2 separate regions of the Oryctolagus cuniculus genome follow, and region 2 is linked to region 1. Evidence: chromatin contacts called from public Micro-C data. All regions are on one chromosome and are shown on one strand. Each heading gives the region's core, a stretch centred on a gene start, on an enhancer-like site or on the middle of the called end of the contact. The rest is flanking DNA. Distances are from core to core; before and after follow the strand shown.

Region 1 (4,714 bases), core at 1,552-4,051:
ACAGAGGGCAAGGCGCAGGGGATGCAGCTTTTATTGCCACAGTCCCTGAAGTCAAAACAATCTCTTTTGAACAAAAAAAAAAAAAAAAGATTTATTTTGGGGCCAGCATTGTGGCATAGTAGGTTAAGCCTCTGCCCACAATACCAGCATCCCATATGGGCACCGGTTCGAGTCCCAGCTGCTCCACTTCCAATCCAGCTCCCTGTTAATGAGCCTGGGAAAGCAGCAGAAGACAGTCCAAGTCCTTGGACGCCTGCACCCACATGGGAGACCTGGATGGAGTTCCTGGCTCCTAGCTCTGGCCTGGCCCAGCCCCAATCATTGTGGCCATTCAGGTAGTGGATGGGAGAGCTCTATCTCTTCCTCTATTAATTCTGCCCTTCAAATAAATAAATAAATCTTTACCCACAAAACCTGGATTTTATAAGGAAGTGCAAAGATGGGCCTAGGAAAAGGCTCAGAAACCTAACTACAGTTTGGCCAAGCAGAGAATCTTTGTCATAGCAACAATTCTAAGGCGCACTTTAGTTTTTGGTCTCTGGAGACTTCCTTTAGTTGTCTGGCTAACTCCACAATGCATTTAAATGGAAATGTGTTCATGTATATCCAGCTTATCCAGGAATTTTGCACTGGGCATTTTAGGATATAATATACTACTGCAGTGTTCCTCCCATGTGTTTTTGTAAGATAACTGAGGTTCAACATGTAGAACAGTTTAGAGAGGAAAAACACAAAAAATTAAGGAGATTCTACTATTACAGGAACTTCAGAACATCTGAATGAGGATGAGGATGCTGAGAAAAAAATAAATAGGTGGATCTGAGAGATATTTAATAAGTAAAATAAACAGGATTTCAGACCCCCCAAAAATGATAAATAGTAGGACGTTTTTACAGGAGTTAGGAGCTCGGAGAATTCTGAGTTGCCGCGTAGATTTGGGAAATCTTCTGTAAAACACTGTTAACTAAATTCAAAACACAGATAACTGGGGCAAAGTGCAGTGTGGGAAGAAAAGAAGCTCTCAGAAATACCAGCATTTTAAAAACCTAGAGGTAAAGGTGTACGGTCAGCAGTTAAGACGCTGCTTGGGGCACCTGCACCCCACAGAAGAGTGTCTGGTTCAAGTCTTCCTGCTAATGCACACCCTGGGAAGCAGCAGGTGATGACTCAAGCACTTGGGTCCCTGCCACCCACAGGGGGAAACCTGACATTGAGTTCCTGCCTCCTGGCTTTGGCCTGGCCCAGTCCAGCCCTGGCTGCTGCAGGCATCCAGGGAGTGAACCATGGAATGGGGCATCTCTTTACATAGATCTCTAACAAAATAAAATAAATAAATAAATAAAAATTTCTTGAAAAGAACTTAGAGGCCCAACAAGCAACAGACTGAGAAAAAGCTAAGAGGAAGACCCGGAAGAGTATGAGACTTTCACTGAAACCAAGAGATGAGCATTTCCAACCCGAGTCAACAGGCAGCAAGTACCTGGTGATATGAGAAGTCAAGAAAAACGACTTAAAACTAGGCATCAGATATGATGTTTGCTCTTGGCGGGAGGGGGTATCAGAAATTGGGGGTGGGGGCCGGCGCCGCGGCTCACTAAGCTAATCCTCCGCCTAGCGGCGCCGGCACACCAGGTTCTAGTCCCGGTCGGGGCGCCGGATTCTGTCCCGGTTGCCCCTCTTCCAGGCCAGCCCTCTGCTGTGGCCAGGGAGTGCAGTGGAGGATGGCCCAGGTGCTTGGGCCCTGCACCCCATGGGAGACCAGGGAAAGCACCTGGCTCCTGGCTCCTGCCATCGGATCAGCGCGGTGCGCCGGCCGCAGCGCGCCGGCCGCGCCGGCCATTGGAGGGTGAACCAATGGCAAAGGAAGACCTTTCTCTCTGTCTCTCTCTCTCACTGTCCACTCTGCCTGTCAAAAAAAAAAAAAAAAAAAAAAAAGAAATTGGGGGTGGGGAGAATGGGGTGGAGGTGGTAAGGGGGTGAACCAGTAAGTAGAAAATAGAAACTTAATTTTTTTAATGACATTTACCTGACGTCAGCACTGTGGCACAGAAAGTTAAGCCTCTGCCTGCAGTGTTGTCGAAGTCCTGGCTGCTCCACTTCCTATCCAGCTCTCCGCTATGGCCTGGGAAAGCAGCAGAAGATGGCCCAAGTCCTTGGGCCCCTGCACCCTCGTAGATAGACCTGGAAGAAGCTTCCGGCTCCTGGCTCCCGGCTCCCGCCCCAGCCTTTGGCCATTTGAGGAGTGAACTCGTGGATGGAAATTTCCTGTCTCTCCCTCTCCCCTTCTCTCTGTACCTTTGCCTTTCAAAAATAAATAAGACATGTAGCTATGAAAGTAAAGAGAAAGAGAACATTAGCTGGAGCTCGGAGGACTGGAGGAGTTATTTCAAGGTTAGAACAACTCTGGCCTCTAAATGCCGACAGGAAGGACCGGAGCTAAAGAGCAGATAAAACAGGCTCCCTAGAAGGAAATTCACAGTATCGGAGAACTGAGTTGCTGGGGTTACTGACCCATTAAACAGAAAGGTCTTCCAGAATCCTGCAGTATAGAAAGCGGCGGGTTTTAAGGCAAGGATTGTGTTGGAGCTTTTTGGTTTGTGGTTTCATGTGTGGTTTTTGTTTTTCTTTCCCCGCCTTGCACCAGAATCTTCCCTCTTCAGCAGCTTTCCCCTATCCCCGTCCACGGTCTAATTATCCCGCCGCGTCCGCCACAGTGCCACCCTCACCTTCCAATGACAGACACAACTTATCTTTAGAAGTTCTTCCGGGTCACCGGGAAGAGCCACGCCCAATCTCGAGAGGTCCGCTTAAATGGACCGCGCTCCCCGAAATACGCATGCGCAAAGCTGTCTTGGCCGCCGTCAGAGAGACAAACCCCGTACGCTTTAAACCTTGCGCAGGCGCACTAGGTCGAGGTCGCTATGCGAGTGCTCGTGGGTGAGGGAGAGCTGAGGGGGGCGGGCAGCAAGTTTAGCCAGAGATCGGGGGCTCGGGGTCGTTGCCGACAGAGCAATGTCTCGCGCTCTGGCAATCCGACCTTTGCCCCCTGGCCCGAGGAGCCGAATCTCCCCTCGGCCCCATGACCTCTGCCAGCCGGGCCCCGCGGGGAGGGCGAGGGGAGGAAGGGAACGGTCCAGTTGGCTGGCGCCCGAGGTCGGGGCCACCAGCGGGGCGGAGAGTACACTGTTCGCATTTTCCGATCAGGTGGCGGGACGGGCTTCATCGGGACAGCCCTATTCCAGCTGCTAAGAGCCCGGGGCCACGAAGTGACGCTGGTCTCCCGACAGCGGGGTCCCGGCCGGATCACCTGGGTATGTCGGTGCCCTGGGAGCCGGGGCGGCGGGCCGAGGTCGGCGGGGCGGGGCCGGGGGCACTGTGTGCTTTCCCCGACAGGATGCGCTCGCCCAGTCGGGGCTGCCCAGCTGCGACGCCGTGGTCAACCTGGCCGGAGCGAACATCCTCAACCCTCTCCGAAGGTCAGCGCAGGCGCTGAAGCAGATGTCCTTCAGAGCAAAGGGGGAGAAGGGGCCGACTCTGAGAAGAACCCGTGAGCTGTGGATGTAGCCAGATCCCTCACCCCCACGCCCCCACGCCCCCCTGCACCTGCTCCCAACGGGCCGGTTGACTTGGGTCCCCACATGTAACCCAGCGTGCCCAGCACAGATAGGCCTACATGTAACCCAGCGTGCCCAGCACAGATAGGCCTTTTCCTCTACGGGACGCAGACCCTTGCTCTTAAGCCACAGCGCAGGCTTTCACTAGTAATGGGTCTGCGGCGGCCCGAGGAAGACGGGTTGGGCTCTGTGCATGTACTGGTATTCAGTAGCTTTTCATCTCCCTTGTTTCTCCTGCAGGTGGAACGAAGCCTTCCAGGAAGAGGTTCTCAGCAGCCGCCTGGAGACCACGAAGATACTGGCTAAAGCCATCAGCGAGGCCCCACAGCGCCCCCAGGCCTGGGTCTTAGTCACAGGTGTAGGTATGCCCCCAAACACCACCCCCTTATGTTGGCAGGAAGGGGCCTGCAGACTGAGAGGCAGCTCCGGCCCTTCGCCAGCTGTCTGCAGGCACAGAAACTTGCTCCACCTTTGATGCGTATCATGTGTACTTGCAATGCGAAATGGAGACCGTCAGAGGAAGGAGTGGTGGCACCGCTCCCAGTGCCAGGGAAAAGCCCCCCGAATCTCACATCCCTTGCTTCTCACACCAGTATTTTTAGAAACAGTTCTTGATTGTTGTGTGTCACATTTGGGACCAAACCATTGCAAACAATTGTAACTTACATACCAGCCACTATTCTTAGTGTGTTATATGTATTGCATCTTTTATTCCTCACAACATCCCTATGAGGTAGTTACTATTATTCCCATTTTTAAAATGCCAAAAAAAAAAAAAAATTCCATACAGAGAGATTAAGTATCTTGCTTAAAGTCACAGTTACTAAATGGTGGAGCTGAGACTAAACCGAGGCAGTACCGCATCCCCAAGGTTCTAACTCTTACACCCTAGCAGCTTTCAGCTTAGCTCTGCAACCAAAAGCAAGTAAGAATCCCCCCAGGACAGAAACAGGTCAGGTCATGGGGAAGCGCAGGGGGACATGGCCACGGCTCTGTCCTCCCATGGGGAGATCTAAGGGCCAAAGAGGGCGAGACCAAGGGGAGCCAGGGCACCCAGGACAAACTAGTGCTATTCCACCAACAGCTTACTACCGGCCCAG
Region 2 (4,714 bases), core at 663-3,162, 200 kb after region 1:
GGTTCACTCCCCAGTTGGCTGCAACGGCCAGAGCTGCACCGATCCGAAGCCAGGAGCTTCTTCCGGGTCTCCCACGCAGGTGCAGGGCCCAAGGCCTTGGGCCATCTTCTATTCCTTTCCCAGGCCGTAGCAGAGAGCTGGATTGGAAATGGAGCAGCTGGGACTACAACTGGTGCCCATATGGGATGCTGGCACTGCAGGTGGCGGTTCGACCCACTATACCAGAACGCCGGCCCCGAGAGTCAAACTTTTCTAAAACTTTGTAATTTGCCTCGCATTCATTCATTTGGCTCTTCTCCCTTTATTTATTAGAGCTCAAAAAGGCAAAATTGGGAGCAATATTTTCCTCCAAAGAGCTGGGAAGAAATAAACACATTGAGCTCCTACTATGAGTTAAGCGCAAACCAGGGGCTCTGAGTCTCTGCTTCTGCATTTCCATTCCAGCTCCCCGCTAATGTGCCTGGGAAGGCAGAAGATGGCCCATGTGCTTGGGCGCCTGCTGCTCACCCAAATGCAGTTCCTGGCTTTGACCTAGCCCTGGCTATTGTGGCCATTTGGGGGGTGAATCAGCAGATGGAAGACCTCTCTCTGTGTCTCTCTGTTTCTCCCTCTCTCTGGCACTCTGTCTTTCAAATAAATAATTTTTTTAAAGGAAGACTGTCAGGGAAGAAATAAATGAAGGAAAAATGGAAGATAACTAGAGTTTTACACATGTGTAACTTGGGGTACTTTGGGACTAGGTGTCCCAATTTGCAGTTGAAGGTGAATCAGCTCAAGACTGCCTTGGGGTGGAGACCATTGTCTGGCAATGGAAGAGATGGCCCGAGGAAATGGCAGTGTCACTACATCCCTACAAGGTAGCCAAGGCAGGCAACTGACCCGGTCAACGGCTAAAGAGTGCGCCCCATGTGCCAAGTTCTGGGCTTCGTGATGGAAATAAGAGGGACAAGGCAAGACAATCAGCAGACAAACAAAAGTCAACCACATTAGGGGGCTGGCTTCAGCTAATCGTACAACAGAAATATGGAAAAGACCCGCGCCACGGCTCACTAGGCTAATCCTCCACCTTGCGGCGCCGGCACACCGGGTTCTAGTCCTGGTTGGGGCGCCGGATTCTGTCCCGGTTGCCCCTCTTCCAGGCCAGCTCTCTGCTGTGGCCCGGGAGTGCAGTGGAGGATGGCCCAAGTGCTTGGGCCCTGCACCTGCATGGGAGACCAGGATAAGTACCTGGGTCCTGCCTTCGGATCAGTGCGGTGCGCCGGCCGCAGGGGCCATTGGCGGGTGAACCAACGGTAAAGGAAGGCCTTTCTCTCTGTCTCTCTCTCTCACTGTCCACTCTGCCTGTCAAAAAAAAAAAAAAAAAAAAGAGAGAGAGAGAGAGAGACGGGGACCGGAAGTCTATCTACTTTTTGAATTTATTTTAGTTACAGGATACAAAAAAGACATCACAAAAACACACAAAAAAAAACAAAAACAGAAACACCACAAGAAATTATAATTCTACCATCCCGAGAAAGCCAAGCTAGCAAACGGATGCCTCTTTTTAAACTTTTATTTCTAAAAAGCGAGCGCCCTCCTCTGGTAAGAGGGGCTGTGGAATTCTGACTGGAAGCGAGAGCTCGCTGGAGAAGGCTTCGCAGACAGGAACCCTACGTATTTCAAAACGGGCGAAGCTGATGGAAGGACGTGACACGACCCCCACTTCACGGGCCAGGAAGCCGAGCCTCAGAGAAGCCAAAGGACTGTTTTTTGGCCCTGGCAAGCAGCGTAGAGGCCAGAAGGGCCCAGGATGAGCCGCCTCAGAAGGAAAACAGCTGCGACCGCAGGCCGCGCGTAGAGCCCGAGAGGCGCCGGATCTGCGGGGGCGTGGCCTTGTGACGCACGGTCACATTTCCCTCTGCCTGGCTGCCCATTGGTCCTCTCTTGTTGCCCTTTTCCAGGAAGGGCAACCAGTCCCAGAGCCGGAAGTGAGGTACCCTCAGGTTCGAGGCAACTGTGGCGTTTAAAGCTGAGCGGCTTGGTGCCGCGGGAGACGGCCTGCTCCTGCATTCGGGCTGTAGCCCGGGCTGGGAGTGGGTCCTCAGCACCCCGGCGGCCCAGACAAGAGCGCTGAGTCGCCCCGCCAAGCATCCGGACACGGCGAAGCACGGAGGGCCGCCGGAAACCCCGCCCTTAGGAGGGACCGGGCGGCCTGGCCTCGGTGGAAGGAACCCGAAGGGCCCGCCCCAGGGCGGAGACCCGCGGCCATGGACACGCCTCTGGGAGCCGGCCCCGGCACTCTGCGCTTCGCTGCGGCAGCCAGCTGGCAAGTTGTGCGCGGACGCCGCGTAGAGCATTTTCCGCGAGTACTGGAGTTTCTTCGGACCCTGCGCGCGGCCGCCCCGGGTTTGGTTCGCTACCTGCACCATGCGCGTCTGTGTATAGGCCTAAAAGCTAAGGTATTGGAGCGAATAGGACCTGGAAAGAGAATAGGAGAAAGGGTGGGGATGCAAGGTCCTGACACGACAGCTTGGGGGTGAGACCTGTTGGCAAGGGTAGCTCGCCCCCAAACGGGGAGTCTAAGTTGAGTATTGTGCAGGTGGTGGTGGAGCTGATCCTGCAGGGCCGGCCGTGGGAGCAGGTCCTGAACGCCCTGAACGACCACTTCCCAGAGTCCGGACCTGTAGTGAGGGACCCCAAAGCTGTGAGTAGCAGCCGGGACAAGCCCCAGTTCCGGGTACACTTGGTGCGACAAGAGCTGCCCCCCCTTCCAGCCCCCGGGCCCTGAGGCCTCTAACTTGGCTTCATTCCCCAACAGACAAAGCAAGATTTGAGGAAGATTTTGGAGGCGCAGGAAACTTTTTGCCAGCAGGTGAAGCAACTGTCGGAGGCCCGGGGGGATTTGGCCTCCAAGCTGCAGGTGAGACTGGCTGCTTTGGAGGCTGTTAGGCCGCTGTAAGCCGCCTCTGACCTGCTGCCTTCCCCTCTGCAGGAACTTGCACAGGAGTATGGGGAACCCTTTCTGGTGGCCATGGAAAAGCTGTTTTTTGAGTACTTGTGTCAGCTGGAAAAGGCACTGCCTCCACTGCAGGCGCAGCAGGTGTTGTCGGGGCAGATGCTCCAGGGCAGAGGGTGGGGAGGTGGTGTCACCAATGGTCATCATCATCTGCATCTCTCTCTCCCCCTGCCCACAGCTTCAGAATATACTGAATTGGCTGCAGCCTGGAATTTCTGTCACCTCCTGTCTTGCCTTGCGCCAATACAGTGAGGACATGGGGTGGACACTTTCAGGTACAAGGGCCATCTGAGGGAGCTAGGAGTTTGGGGTGTAGGGATTATCAGGGGATTAAAACATGGGCCTAAAGCAGGGGTGGGACACCGTATTTTTTCCAAGGCCATTTAAATATTTATAACATCATTCCAGGCCATACAAAATGATCAACTTAAAAATTAGTCTGCTACAGATATACTGAACCCTGAGTCCTAACTGCAGATGCCTTGGCAATGCCAGACTGAGTGACTCTGTGGACCTTATACAGCCCATGGGCCAGAAGTCCCCCACCCCTGGCCTAAAGCACAAGAAACCAGACTTATTGTTACCGTTCTCTTCGCAAGGAGTCTCATTTTCTCTTCCAGAGTGTTCTGTCGACTCACTGAACCTGACAGAGCCCGTGGAGCAGAACCCTCCTCAGCAACCAAGACCTGCAGCACTCCACACTCCTCTGCCAAAAGCCAAGCCTGGTCCATGCCTTCCTCAAGGACCAGCATCTAGGAAGCATCCAGAACCTTTAGCGGGCCATCATTTCAATCTGGCCCCTCTAGGGCGGCGAAGAATCCAGTCCCGATGGGCATCTGCCAAGGGAGGCCATAAGGAGCGCCCCACCGTCATGCTGTTTCCATTTAGGAACCTGGGCTCAGCAACCCAGGTCGGATCCAAGCCTGGAAACAGGGAAGAATGTGGGGTACTCACAGAAGATCCAGCAGGTGCCACGGGCTCAGGAACAGCTTCCAATGGGAAGTCTAAGAGTCCTTCCCACACACTGGGGAAAAGGTCTCTGAAGGAGAACCCAGACGATGTCCCTGGCTCAGAGCAAAAGGAGTGAGTGGAACAGAGATGCTTCTTCCTCTGAGGAGCACATTCTTAGCCTGCTTCCCCTTCACCCTGTCCTCTTTGCTTGTTCCCACTTCAGGAATTGCCTGGACTGCTACAGAGACCCCCTGAGACTAGCGTTATCACCACCTAGGGCCAGGAAGCCAGGTAGGGATTCTGACTCAGGACCGGACTGGGCAGTTCTTGGGAACCTTGAAGTGCGTGTTCACCAGTAGTCTGATTGGTAATGCTTTCCTTCCTGCAGTGTGTCCTCCATCTGTGTGCAGCTCCGTCATTACCATAGGGGACTTGGTTTTGGACTCCGATGAGGAAGAAAACAGCCAGAAAGACAGACAGGTGAGTAGGCAGCAGACAGCTGGGGAAGGGGGTTGGCAGAACCAGACAGACTCACATGCTCCGGAATGTAGAGGGCTTAGGGACCTCCCCACCCCGCTTCTCTACAGGAGTCTCTGGAACACTATCAGAAGACAAAGTTTGACACTTTGATCCCCACCTTCTGTGAATACTTCCCCTCTTCTGGCCCCAGCGCCATGCCTGCCCCTCCCCCTGATGCGTAGACAGCTCCAGACCCATGATAGCACTGAGATGGTCTCTGTACTCTGTCCATTTGCTGCCTCCTCAGGC

The links. A called contact is a pair of places that touch in the nucleus more often than the background predicts.
Region 2: a Micro-C map of ear pinna shows a contact between it and region 1, with 5 times the contacts expected there. The contact joins the promoter of TINF2 here to the promoter of SDR39U1 in region 1. A contact is called at or near these places in 2 of 6 Hi-C or Micro-C datasets (ear pinna and an unstated tissue).

Annotation. Positions count from the first base shown.
Region 1 is chr12:50,759,100-50,763,813 of mOryCun1.1, forward strand. It overlaps SDR39U1 (short chain dehydrogenase/reductase family 39U member 1), which reads left to right and starts at 2,802. Exons shown (of 6, transcript XM_070053814.1): 1 at 2,802-2,878; 2 at 3,205-3,311; 3 at 3,394-3,476; 4 at 3,855-3,976; 5 at 4,699-4,714. The coding sequence starts at 2,812. It overlaps KHNYN (KH and NYN domain containing), which reads right to left. Exons shown (of 8, transcript XM_070053813.1): 8 at 4,301-4,714.
Region 2 is chr12:50,963,901-50,968,614 of mOryCun1.1, forward strand. It overlaps TINF2 (TERF1 interacting nuclear factor 2), which reads left to right and starts at 1,913. Exons shown (of 9, transcript XM_008269435.4): 1 at 1,913-2,438; 2 at 2,579-2,683; 3 at 2,798-2,899; 4 at 2,972-3,079; 5 at 3,174-3,270; 6 at 3,616-4,078; 7 at 4,170-4,237; 8 at 4,335-4,426. The coding sequence starts at 2,247.